3 separate regions of the Mus musculus genome follow, and regions 1 and 3 are each linked to region 2. The links are chromatin contacts, called in public promoter capture Hi-C maps. All regions are on one chromosome and are shown on one strand. Each heading gives the region's core, a stretch centred on a gene start, on an enhancer-like site or on the middle of the called end of the contact. The rest is flanking DNA. Distances are from core to core; before and after follow the strand shown.

Evidence for each region. Promoter capture Hi-C pulls out the DNA fragments that hold promoters and counts their contacts.
Region 1: a contact with region 2 is called in a promoter capture Hi-C map of the HPC-7 cell line. The contact joins the enhancer-like site here to the promoter of Esam in region 2. A contact is called at or near these places in 9 of 39 promoter capture datasets (the C10 cell line, the HPC-7 cell line, the SN4741 cell line and 6 more), 1 of 15 datasets of contacts at CTCF or cohesin (the G1E-ER4 cell line), 1 of 484 Hi-C or Micro-C datasets (B cells), 3 of 115 datasets of contacts at active chromatin or transcription factors (embryonic stem cells and fetal liver) and 3 of 9 other capture datasets (adipose tissue, liver and pancreatic islet).
Region 3: a contact with region 2 is called in a promoter capture Hi-C map of the HPC-7 cell line. The contact joins the enhancer-like site here to the promoter of Esam in region 2. A contact is called at or near these places in 8 of 39 promoter capture datasets (the C10 cell line, the HPC-7 cell line, cranial neural crest and 5 more), 7 of 484 Hi-C or Micro-C datasets (embryonic stem cells, epiblasts, liver and 1 more), 10 of 115 datasets of contacts at active chromatin or transcription factors (embryonic hindbrain, embryonic stem cells, fetal liver and 4 more) and 4 of 9 other capture datasets (adipose tissue, embryonic stem cells, liver and 1 more).

The regions. Positions count from the first base shown.
Region 1 is chr9:37,591,150-37,594,320 of GRCm38.p6, reverse strand. No RefSeq gene overlaps it. Among named protein-coding and RNA genes, the nearest start is that of Spa17, 21 kb to the left of the region's middle. Within about 2 kb of position 1,475, at least 10 of the 459 cell types and tissues checked have an H3K27ac peak or open chromatin away from gene starts, as enhancers often do. A contact at or near this core is called in the G1E-ER4 cell line, the HPC-7 cell line and pre-B cells, where this site is marked.
Region 2 is chr9:37,526,396-37,529,502 of GRCm38.p6, reverse strand. Esam (endothelial cell-specific adhesion molecule) reads right to left here and starts at 1,414. Exons shown (of 7, transcript NM_027102.3): 1 at 1,213-1,414. The coding sequence starts at 1,282.
Region 3 is chr9:37,628,530-37,631,580 of GRCm38.p6, reverse strand. It overlaps Siae (sialic acid acetylesterase), which reads right to left. Exons shown (of 10, transcript NM_011734.4): 5 at 1-232. Among named protein-coding and RNA genes, the nearest start is that of Siae, 16 kb to the right of the region's middle. Within about 2 kb of position 1,425, at least 1 of the 459 cell types and tissues checked has an H3K27ac peak or open chromatin away from gene starts, as enhancers often do. A contact at or near this core is called in the HPC-7 cell line, where this site is marked.

The DNA of each region.
Region 1 (3,171 bases), core at 226-2,725, 65 kb before region 2:
TATGGCTTTGGTTTCTCAAGGCAGGGTTTCCCTGTGTATCCCTTGGCTGCCCTGAAACTAATTCTGGAGAGCAGGCTGGCAGCAAACTTGGAGATCTGACTACCTCCACCTCCTGAGTGCTGGGATTAAAGACAAACAACAAATGTTTTAAAAAGAAACTCACTCTCAAAAAGAGGGAGATGTGGCCACAGCTCCCTTGTAGTGTACTTGATAAACTGTGTTTCCAAGGAAGATGGAAAGGTGGAAAAGGGAAGGTGTTATACAATGTTTCATGTACTGTCTGGAAATTTTTTTTAATTTTTCCATAAATGGATGTCATGAACCAGAATGCACTTATTCTGCTCTTGGGAATGAGAGTTGACGCACTTCTAATAACACTTATGACGAGCATCCTATGGGTGAGTTAAGAACGCCAACTGCAACCAGATGCAGCTGGAGGAGGAATTTCACTGGGAACAGGCTTTGAGGTTTCAAAAGCCTGTGGTGTTCCCAGTTAGCTCTCTCTACCTCACACTTGTGGATCAAGATGTAAGCTCTCAGCTACTGCTCCAAAACCATGCCTGCCTACCTGCTGGCATGCTTTCCACCATAATGGTTACAGATTCTAGCCCTCTGGAACTGTGAGCCCCAAAGTGAGTTCCGTTGGCCATGGCATTTTGTCATAGCAACAGAAAAGTGACCAAAACAAACTCACTTTTTTTTCTTTCACTTTTGAAAAACTGTGTGTGTGGGGTGTGTGTGTGTGTGTGTGTGTGTGTGTGTGTGTGTGTACCTGTGTGCCTCATACTGCTGAGTGGAGATCAAAGGACAACCTGCAGGAATTTGTTTTCTCCTCCCACAATAAAGGGTTCCAGAGATTGAACTCAAATCTTAGACTTGGTACTTACTGGTACCTGGTACATCTCTCCTCTCTCCTGCCCACAAGATAATATTTAGAAGCAAAATGATTAGTTGGGACTCCACCTAGATTTGACTTGTCATCAATATTACCCAGATCATGAGATCCCATTTTCCTATGTGAATACAATTGTTACTGCGATTTCTCCCTCTCCCTCTCCCTCTCCCTCTCTCCCCCCTCCCCCTCTCCTTCCCTCCTCTCTCTCTCTCTCTCTCTCTCTCTCTCTCTTCCCCCCTACCCCCCTTCTCTCTCTCCCTCCCTCCCCTTCCTCCCTTCCCCCCCCCTTTCTTGGATGTGGGGCAGAGAGAGGGAGGGGGTGGGATGAGAATTGACTTTGCTTATTGGAAGGTAAAAATGCATGAAATCCCGAGTATTCAAAAGCTTGGGGTCCATCAGTTAGCAAGCCATCCTCTGTGCTCCAAGGCCACTGTAACAGGCTCTGTGAGGCAGGGACTGACTGCTCTTTGCACACCACGAGTCTCCTTTGCCAGCTGCACCTCTTTTAGACTGTGGCAAAAGAGATCCTCAGAAGAGACTTCAAGTCCAGAGGAGGAAAGTACACCTCCTGTCTGCTTCCTGTCTGCTCCCTATGCCTGGCAGAGCCACCGACAGTTCTTCCTGTCCCCAGAGCAGCAGCTCAGTCCAGAAGCATGTACAGCCCAATTTCAGCGCGTAGTCACCCACCAGTATCCTAAGATGTCCGAGTTTCAGCTGCAGGAGGCAAGTTTTGATAGTTCTAACTTTTCTTTGTCCTTTTAGACGAAGAACTGGTGGATAGCTGCCTCCAGCAGTGTCTGTCTCTGTAACAGCTATTGTCTCTACAGCATTCTCAGTCATATGGTAACAACTCTGTTTTCCCAACTAATAATTAACATTAAATTCCATAATGTAAAGTGGTTTCTGAATCCCAATAAGACTGTGATTAGTTTAAGTGAAAATCAAATCAGACTTTGTTTTACTTAGAAACTTGTTGATTAACATAAAAATTTAACAGAAAATTAAGCATGTGCATCTAATTCTTTGTCCTTCAGAAATGCCGTTATTTTAAAAGCTAAGCCTAGTTAGAGCAGCAGAGAGTGAACAATGCTAAGACTGTGAAAGTGGGAAACCACATTTATCTAGCAGAACAGAGACATCTGAATCCTAAACCATTAGTGAGAGAGTCAGAGAAACATTTTGTACCAAAATTCACAAAAGATAAAGGACCAGTAGGTGTCAGGTATCAGACCTAGAAGTGAAAGGTGGGGGGTGAGATAGGGACACGCATTTTTTTTTTAAAAGTCAGTCAACACTGTTAGAAAGTCAGTTATGTCCCTCAGTTCTTTCCTGTGTTCATGCCTTGCCCTAACAGATAGCTAAGCTTTATAGTCCCAAGAGTAGTATGATCTCTGAACTGGGAGATACAGAATTTACAAGGATGGAAATGCCAAACCCAGGGTCTCATTGTTGTGAAGAGACACCATGACCAGCGCAGCTCTTTTTTTTTTTTTTTAAAGATTTATTTATTTATTATATGTAAGTACACTGCAGCTATCTTCAGACACTCCAGAAGAGGGCATCAGATCTTGTTACAGATGGTTGTGAGCCACCATGTGGTTGCTGGGATTTGAACTCTGGACCTTCGGAAGAGCAGTCGGGTGCTCTTACCCACTGAGCCATCTCACCAGCCCCAGCGCAGCTCTTATAAAGGAAAGTATTTAGTTGGGGGCTGGCTGGCAGTTCAGAGGCTTAGTCCACTGCCATCATAGTCAGAAGCATTGTAGCATGCAGGCAGATATGGTACTAGAGAGGTAGCTGCGAGTCCTACATCTGGATTGGCAGGCATCAGGAAGAGAGAGTGACACTGGATCTGGCTTGGCCTACACCCCGTGACATAGTTCCTCCAACAAGGCCACACCTACTTCCAACAAGGGCTCATGTCCTAATCTTCTCAAATAATGCCACTCCCTATGAGCTTATGGGGGCCATCTTCATTCTATCCTCCAAACCCAGAATGTTACATTTTGAGTACAAAGGCTTCCCAACATCTTTCTTCCCCAGAGGAAAAAGCAGTGTCACTGGGGCTGGAGAGATGGCACAGGGGTAGACGGGCATTCATTTACTCTTCTTGTAGAGGGCCAGTGTTTGGTTCCCAGCACCTATATTAGGTGACTAACAACCACCCGTAATTACAGCTCCAGGAGATGCAATTCCCTTTACTAAACCCTACAGGTACTGATAGGCACATACACATACACACACACACAGGCACACACTCTCATACATATACATAA
Region 2 (3,107 bases), core at 165-2,664:
GTTTTTCCTCCCTTGCTTGGAGGCTGACATTGCCCTCTCCAACACAGTAAGGGCCAAGCTGAGGAAGAATGCAGAAAAGAAACAGAAGCTGAGGTTGAAGGTGCAAAAGCAGAGCTGAGAAGCTGAAGGCACAGGAAACACTCCAAGCTTTGGAGGGAAGGGCACAGAAGCTCTGAGACTCATATTTGGGAACCTAAGATCTCATGCCCTCAACACCACTAGGACACAGACCAGGCCGAAAGAAACCATGGGTGGGAGCAGGGAGATCCCCATCAATGTCACTGAATCTACTCTACATTCTTCCAGGTCTTACTTGCTCTGACATCCTCTAGCCCAAGGAAGAAGTTAAAGCGAGGATTCTAAACCCAGAGAGCAAAACAGCCTGGGGAATAGCTTATAAGGGACTTAGTTCCTACTGAGTCATTTCTCTCCAGATATAGTACTGGGTGGGCCACCTCCAGCTCCTGCTTAAGATAGTTGTCCTGGAGAGCTCACCCAAACACTTGTTTCAGGAGGTCCCCTTCCTCTTGGACCCTTTGGCACCCTCTCCCTATTTTCCTTGTTCCTTTGGATCTGAGAAAAGATAAGGACGATGGTAGACCTGATGGTAGGCTGTGTGCTGGAGTCTGAGCAACTGACCTCTTCCCGAATTTCCTGTGTCCAAATGACCTCATGGTCAGGCTTTGGGGGCATCTCCTTTGATTTCCAGGGCAGGAAGCAGGAAGGAAAGAAAAGAGCTTGGTGGGGAAATGCTGGGACGTGAAGTACTGCTTGAAGTACTTGCGTCAAGACTGAGGACCAGGCATTCCCTCAGGGATCTTTCACATCAGCTTGAATGAGGGGTGCGGGGAGGGGGGACTGGAACTAAGTCCTTAAGCCTTTAGTCACTGTCTCATCCAGTGCCTCAGCTTATCCAGCTGTGATGAGTGGGGGTAGAGAGTAGACAGGAATAACTGCCTTAACTCATCCCAGAGGTCTTGGCTGGAGATGCCTTTATCCCCCTCCCCAACACCACACACCACACCAAAGCTGGAAGCCGTTCTAGCCATAGAAGGCAGAAAGTGTAGCACCAACCAGTGATGTCCAGAAGTGGAGAGTAATGAGGAAAGACAAGAATGTCAAACAAAAATCCCTTCAAACCCACTCTCTAAAGTCCTCCCCTAGGATCAGATTTACCTGATCAAAGCCCTCCAGACCCGGTGTTTGACTCACCAAGGGTACTCAGTCCCAGGAACAAAACCCGCAGCAAGCTGGTCTCGGGGGTTCCAGCCTGAAGAATCATGGCCCTCCTTGGCCCGGAGTACTCAGGGAGAGTTGGACACACGGTGTCTACAGGTGTTGTGGGTGAGCGGCGGCAACCCGAATGTGCACAGGAACCAGGCTACTGACCAGGGTGGCTCCAACCCAAGTCAGCGGGTGTGCGGATGGGGAGGTGGGGTGGAGACCGACTGGACAGTGGGCGGGGCATTCAAAGGGGTGGAGAGGTCACCGTCCTGCCGGGCGCGGCGCGCTAGTGACTCGCAGCGGGGGAAGAGAGCTCTCCCCAGGCTCAAACAGCCGGATCCGCCGGCCTCTACCTCATACCTCCAGGGCAGGTGTCAGGAATAGAGGGTGAAAAAGGAGGAATGGGGGCGGGGGGACTAACCTAAATTTAAGAAGTGACCCCGACCCGACAATAAAAGCCCTGTATCTGGGGTCAGAACGGCCGCTCCAAGCCTGGCGTGCGGCATCCCGAATCAAAGCAGAGCAGCCTTCTCGGAGGAAGAGGGGAGCCCCCACGTTGTGTAGTGTGGGTTCAGCTGGGTTAGGAGCAGCCGCTGAAATGGGGATTCGAACTTTATTAGCCCACACCTCTCTCCGCCCGGTTCAGGCCCGAGGCTTCTGGGGAAGACATCCAACATAGCCCTGACGCCACAGGCCTTCCTGCTCCTAAGGCTAGAGAGGGGCTGGTTCTCCAGAGTTCCAGAAACCGAGGCCCGAGGCGGAGTGTATGGGGGTCTGGGGGGAGTCTCGGACCTTTGCCTCATGAAAACACGGAAGACCTGGTACAAGGGAGGTGAGCAGGAAACTGAGGCAACAGTCACAGGCTTAATGCTGACCAGGGAGGAGGGAGCAGCTGCAGGAGGACGGGATATAAATAATGTCTTTCCCTTCTGTACAGCCGCTGGTGTCTTCGCAACCGCCCATCCTTGTAGTGAACGGCTTAGGCCAGTTCTGATCCTTTAATTCCCAGGACTAGATCTTTCCGCTGTGAATTTAATTTCAACCCCACACCCCACCCATGTCATTGGGGGCGGGGATGGGGGTGGCGGCACCTCTGCGCCCCCTGATGGCCCGGGCTGCTTCAGCAGGGGGAACGCACCGGTTCCAGCCTAACAGCCAATAAATAAAAATATGCTTCAAGTATTTGGGCAGGGCTTTGCTGCGCAGGACAGAAGGCATAGCCACGAATGTCTGACGTGGCCTGTTCCGAGGGAGCAGAACTGTCAGGCAGTAGAGGCAGCCTGGCCTCCTCATCTCTACACACCCCATCAGCTCCAGTGTTGTGCAATGGCTTTTCCTACCTAAAGAGCCCCAGCCTGGCTCCTCTTCAAATACCAGTCATGCAGTGGCTCTACGAAATGCCTATACAAACACTAGACTGCCCCTGACATCTATGGAATCTACCTCTTTGGCAGCTCAGCTTTCAAACTTTGTACTGTCAAAAGGTGATGTTAGGGATGGGCTGTCTTGGTTTTCCTTGCCTATCAGATTTTTCTAGATTTGAGAATACTAAAAACATTTTTTAAAAAGTGTGTATGGGCCTGCATGTGTCTGCACCACGTGTGCAGTGCCTGTAGAGGCCAGAAGAGGGTGTCGGATCCCCTGGATTCTGAGCTGCCCTATGAGAAGATGCAATCAAGCCCCAATGCTGCGGAAGATCCTTACCCTTAACCCCAAAGCCATGTCTCCAGTCCCATAAGTACCTCTTTCAAACACCCTTCATCTGTTGCCTGGACCACGTTGTCACTCCAAATGAATAACTCCTCCCAGGAAAAGGAAGTACAAAGCTTTGGCTCTTGCCTAGTGACACTGAAGCGTCTGATGACACAGGTGTGTCCATCCCT
Region 3 (3,051 bases), core at 176-2,675, 100 kb before region 2:
CTGTTACATTCATTCCTCATGGGCTTTATCTCGGGCTGACCAACTCTTTCATCCCTTGTATTAGGGACTCCACAGGCTTTCAGTGTCCTTCTAGATGACCAGACTTCAATGTACGTCCCACCCCAACTGGAGGAGACCAACCCAATGGGATATTGCAGAGTGTCATACAGGTAACGCCCAAAGAGCCAGCACACCGCAGACATGTAAGTGAAATTTCCATGGCCCAAGTTTCCTGTGCAGAGAAACAGTTATAGGGAAAGTCAAGAGAAAAGAAGAGGGGTGCCAACTGGGGCTGTGGCATGAGTGGAGCCAGCAGTGGGCTCCTTTCTAAGACCTTCAGATGCAGGGTAAGATGAGGGCTAAGATACAAGATACAGCCCAGAATAAAGCGTGACTTCCAAAGCTCCCCAAAGGAGAAACAGCTTTTCCACAGGGGAAAATTACAGTGTTCGTGACAGTTTCCCATGATTGCTCTTCAGTTTGCTTGTTTGTTTGTTTGTTTTTTTTTTCATTTGCTCAAACTGCTTTTTGCCATAATGAGGAAGCAAGAGCTCTCAGTCTGGCATGGAGGCAAATGGAAACAACTGTGTCGTAGTCTGAACATAAATAATTTGCTTATATAATCAGGGATCCAAAACTCTCAGCAGGTTTTGCAGAACCCCAGGCCCTCAGGTGCATCGGAATTCAGGAACTCTAAGTCCTCCTCAGTAGATAAGTGGTACAAAGCCTGTAAGGTCCCTGCCGCCCTTAACTCACTTAAGGGAGGCAGCCAGTAGGTAGAAGATGTGGGGGTTTTTTTTCTGGGTGGTGTTATGATAAATTCCATAGCTGAAGTAATGAAAATATGGACACATAAGTGCTGAGGAATGCAGCAAAAAGGGAAACACAGCAACCATAACCAGTTTTGCTTTCACCAGTCTAATTTATTTCAACTGTTCATATTACCCAGGAACCAACACAAGCTGGTGTATGTGAGCTCCATACTAGAGGAAGTTGACAAGGGGAGGGGAAGGTAGAAATACACACAGAGATGGGATCAATTCAAATTAGTACTTAGTAAAAGTCTACTATACAGGAGGCACTCTGTTTAGTCCTGAAAAGGATCCAAACCCAAGAAGCGCAATAGGAGAAAATCAAATCAATTTCCGACAAATTAGAATTAACTGAGCACCTACTATGTATCCAGAACTACACAGTGGTTGAGATATAGCAATGAAAGAGACACAAAGAGTCTCTCCTCATAAATTCTAAAGCTTACTGAATAGGTCAACTGATGAGCTAAATAAAATAAATGGCAAAGTACAGTATCTTAAGGGATACGAACAAGTTTTAGCTGGAGTTAACAACAAAGAAAAACTAGTCAATGAAGTTCAGCCAAAGCCTGGTTTAGACTGACATCCTCCCTCTCTGTGCAGCCCTATTACATCACTTCCTGTAATATGAAGTTCAGTGTTTCCCTCTGTGGTGGTCTGAATAAGACGGGGCCCCATAGGCTCATATATTTGAATGCTTAGTTATCAGTTAGTTGAACTGTTTGGCAAAGATTAGGAGATGTGGCCTTGTTGTAGAAGGTATGCCACTAAGAGTGGGCTTTGAGGTTTCAAAGTCCCTGCCAAGCCCATTCTCATTCATTCCCATCCTCCGTTCCTTGCTCCCTCCCTCCCTCCCTCCTTCTCACCCTCTCTCCTTCCCCCTCCTTCTCCCTCCCGGCCCCCACCTATAAATCAGGATGTGGCTATCAGCTACATCTCCAGTACCATGCCTACCTGTGGCCACATCTCCTGCCATGATGATAATGGACTAACTCTCTGAAGCTGTAAACAAGCCCCCAATTAAATGTCATCTTCTATAGGTTGCCTTGGTCATGGTATCTCACAGCAATAGAACAGTATTTCTATTAGTTCTGGAGGGACTTCATCGCATTCATAACTGTGTCTCTAATATCATAGGAAACATGTGTATGTTATTGTTAGGTGGCTGTGAGTAGCTAAAGGTAGACCTACTAACTAGTAGGTAGAGGAGAAAGGTAACTTAAAAGGATAAAAAGTGGTTAGGAAACCAGAGGATAGACAAGGACTTGTTTATTTGTACATAAAGTATGTGTCTGCATGCACGCGTGCATGTATTTGTCAAGATGTGCAAGTATGTATGTGCACATATGTGGAAACCAGAGGACAAAGTCAGGTGTCTTCCTCTATCATCCTCTACCTCATTCATTCATTCATTCATTCATTCACTTTAAAATTGCCTCTCACTATTTATTCAGCTAGGCTGGCTGGCCAGTAACCCCCAGAGATCACTTTGTCTCTGCCTCCCCTGTGATGGAATTACAGATATATGCTGTCACATCTGCCTTTTAAATGAGTGCTGGGGTTCTGAATTCAGGTTCTGGTGCTTACATGGCAAGCCTTTACCTACAGAGTGAACTATGTTTTCCCAGGTAGTAGTGATGGTGATATCTGCCTCTAATCCCCTTTAATCCCCTTTATTCCTAGCACTTTGTAGGTAAAGACGGGCGAATAATCTCTTAAATTTGAGGCCAGCCTAATCTGTAGGAAGGAAGGAAGGAAGGAAGGAAGGAAGGAAGGAAGGGAGGGAGGGAGGGAGGGAGGGAGGGAGGGAGGGAGGGGAGGGGAGGGGAGGGGAGGGGAGGGGAGGGGAGGGGAGGGGAGGGGAGGAGAGGGGAGGTAGGAAAAACAGACCAAAACAAAAAGAGTGAACCCTGTGGGGGGCAGGAGAAGAATGAAACAAAAGATATTCCACATACTGTGAGGCCAGTGATGACGCTTGCTGAGAAGGGGGCTGGTTGTATTTGCCTTTGTCTTGTTTTGTGGAAATAAAGAACAAGGCTGAACCTTCACAGCAGGCACTGTGTGTCTGTCTACTTGCTGCGGTGTCCTTGGACTAGTGCACAGCCTGCTGTAGAGGAGGCAGAGCCATGAAATACGGATTCTGTGTTTCTCTCAGAGAGAGAAATGGAGAGTAAAGCCCGAGGGAAGACAGGAGGCCCTGAGAGGAGCTGGAGCAGATCTTGGTTCACTCGGAGAGGAC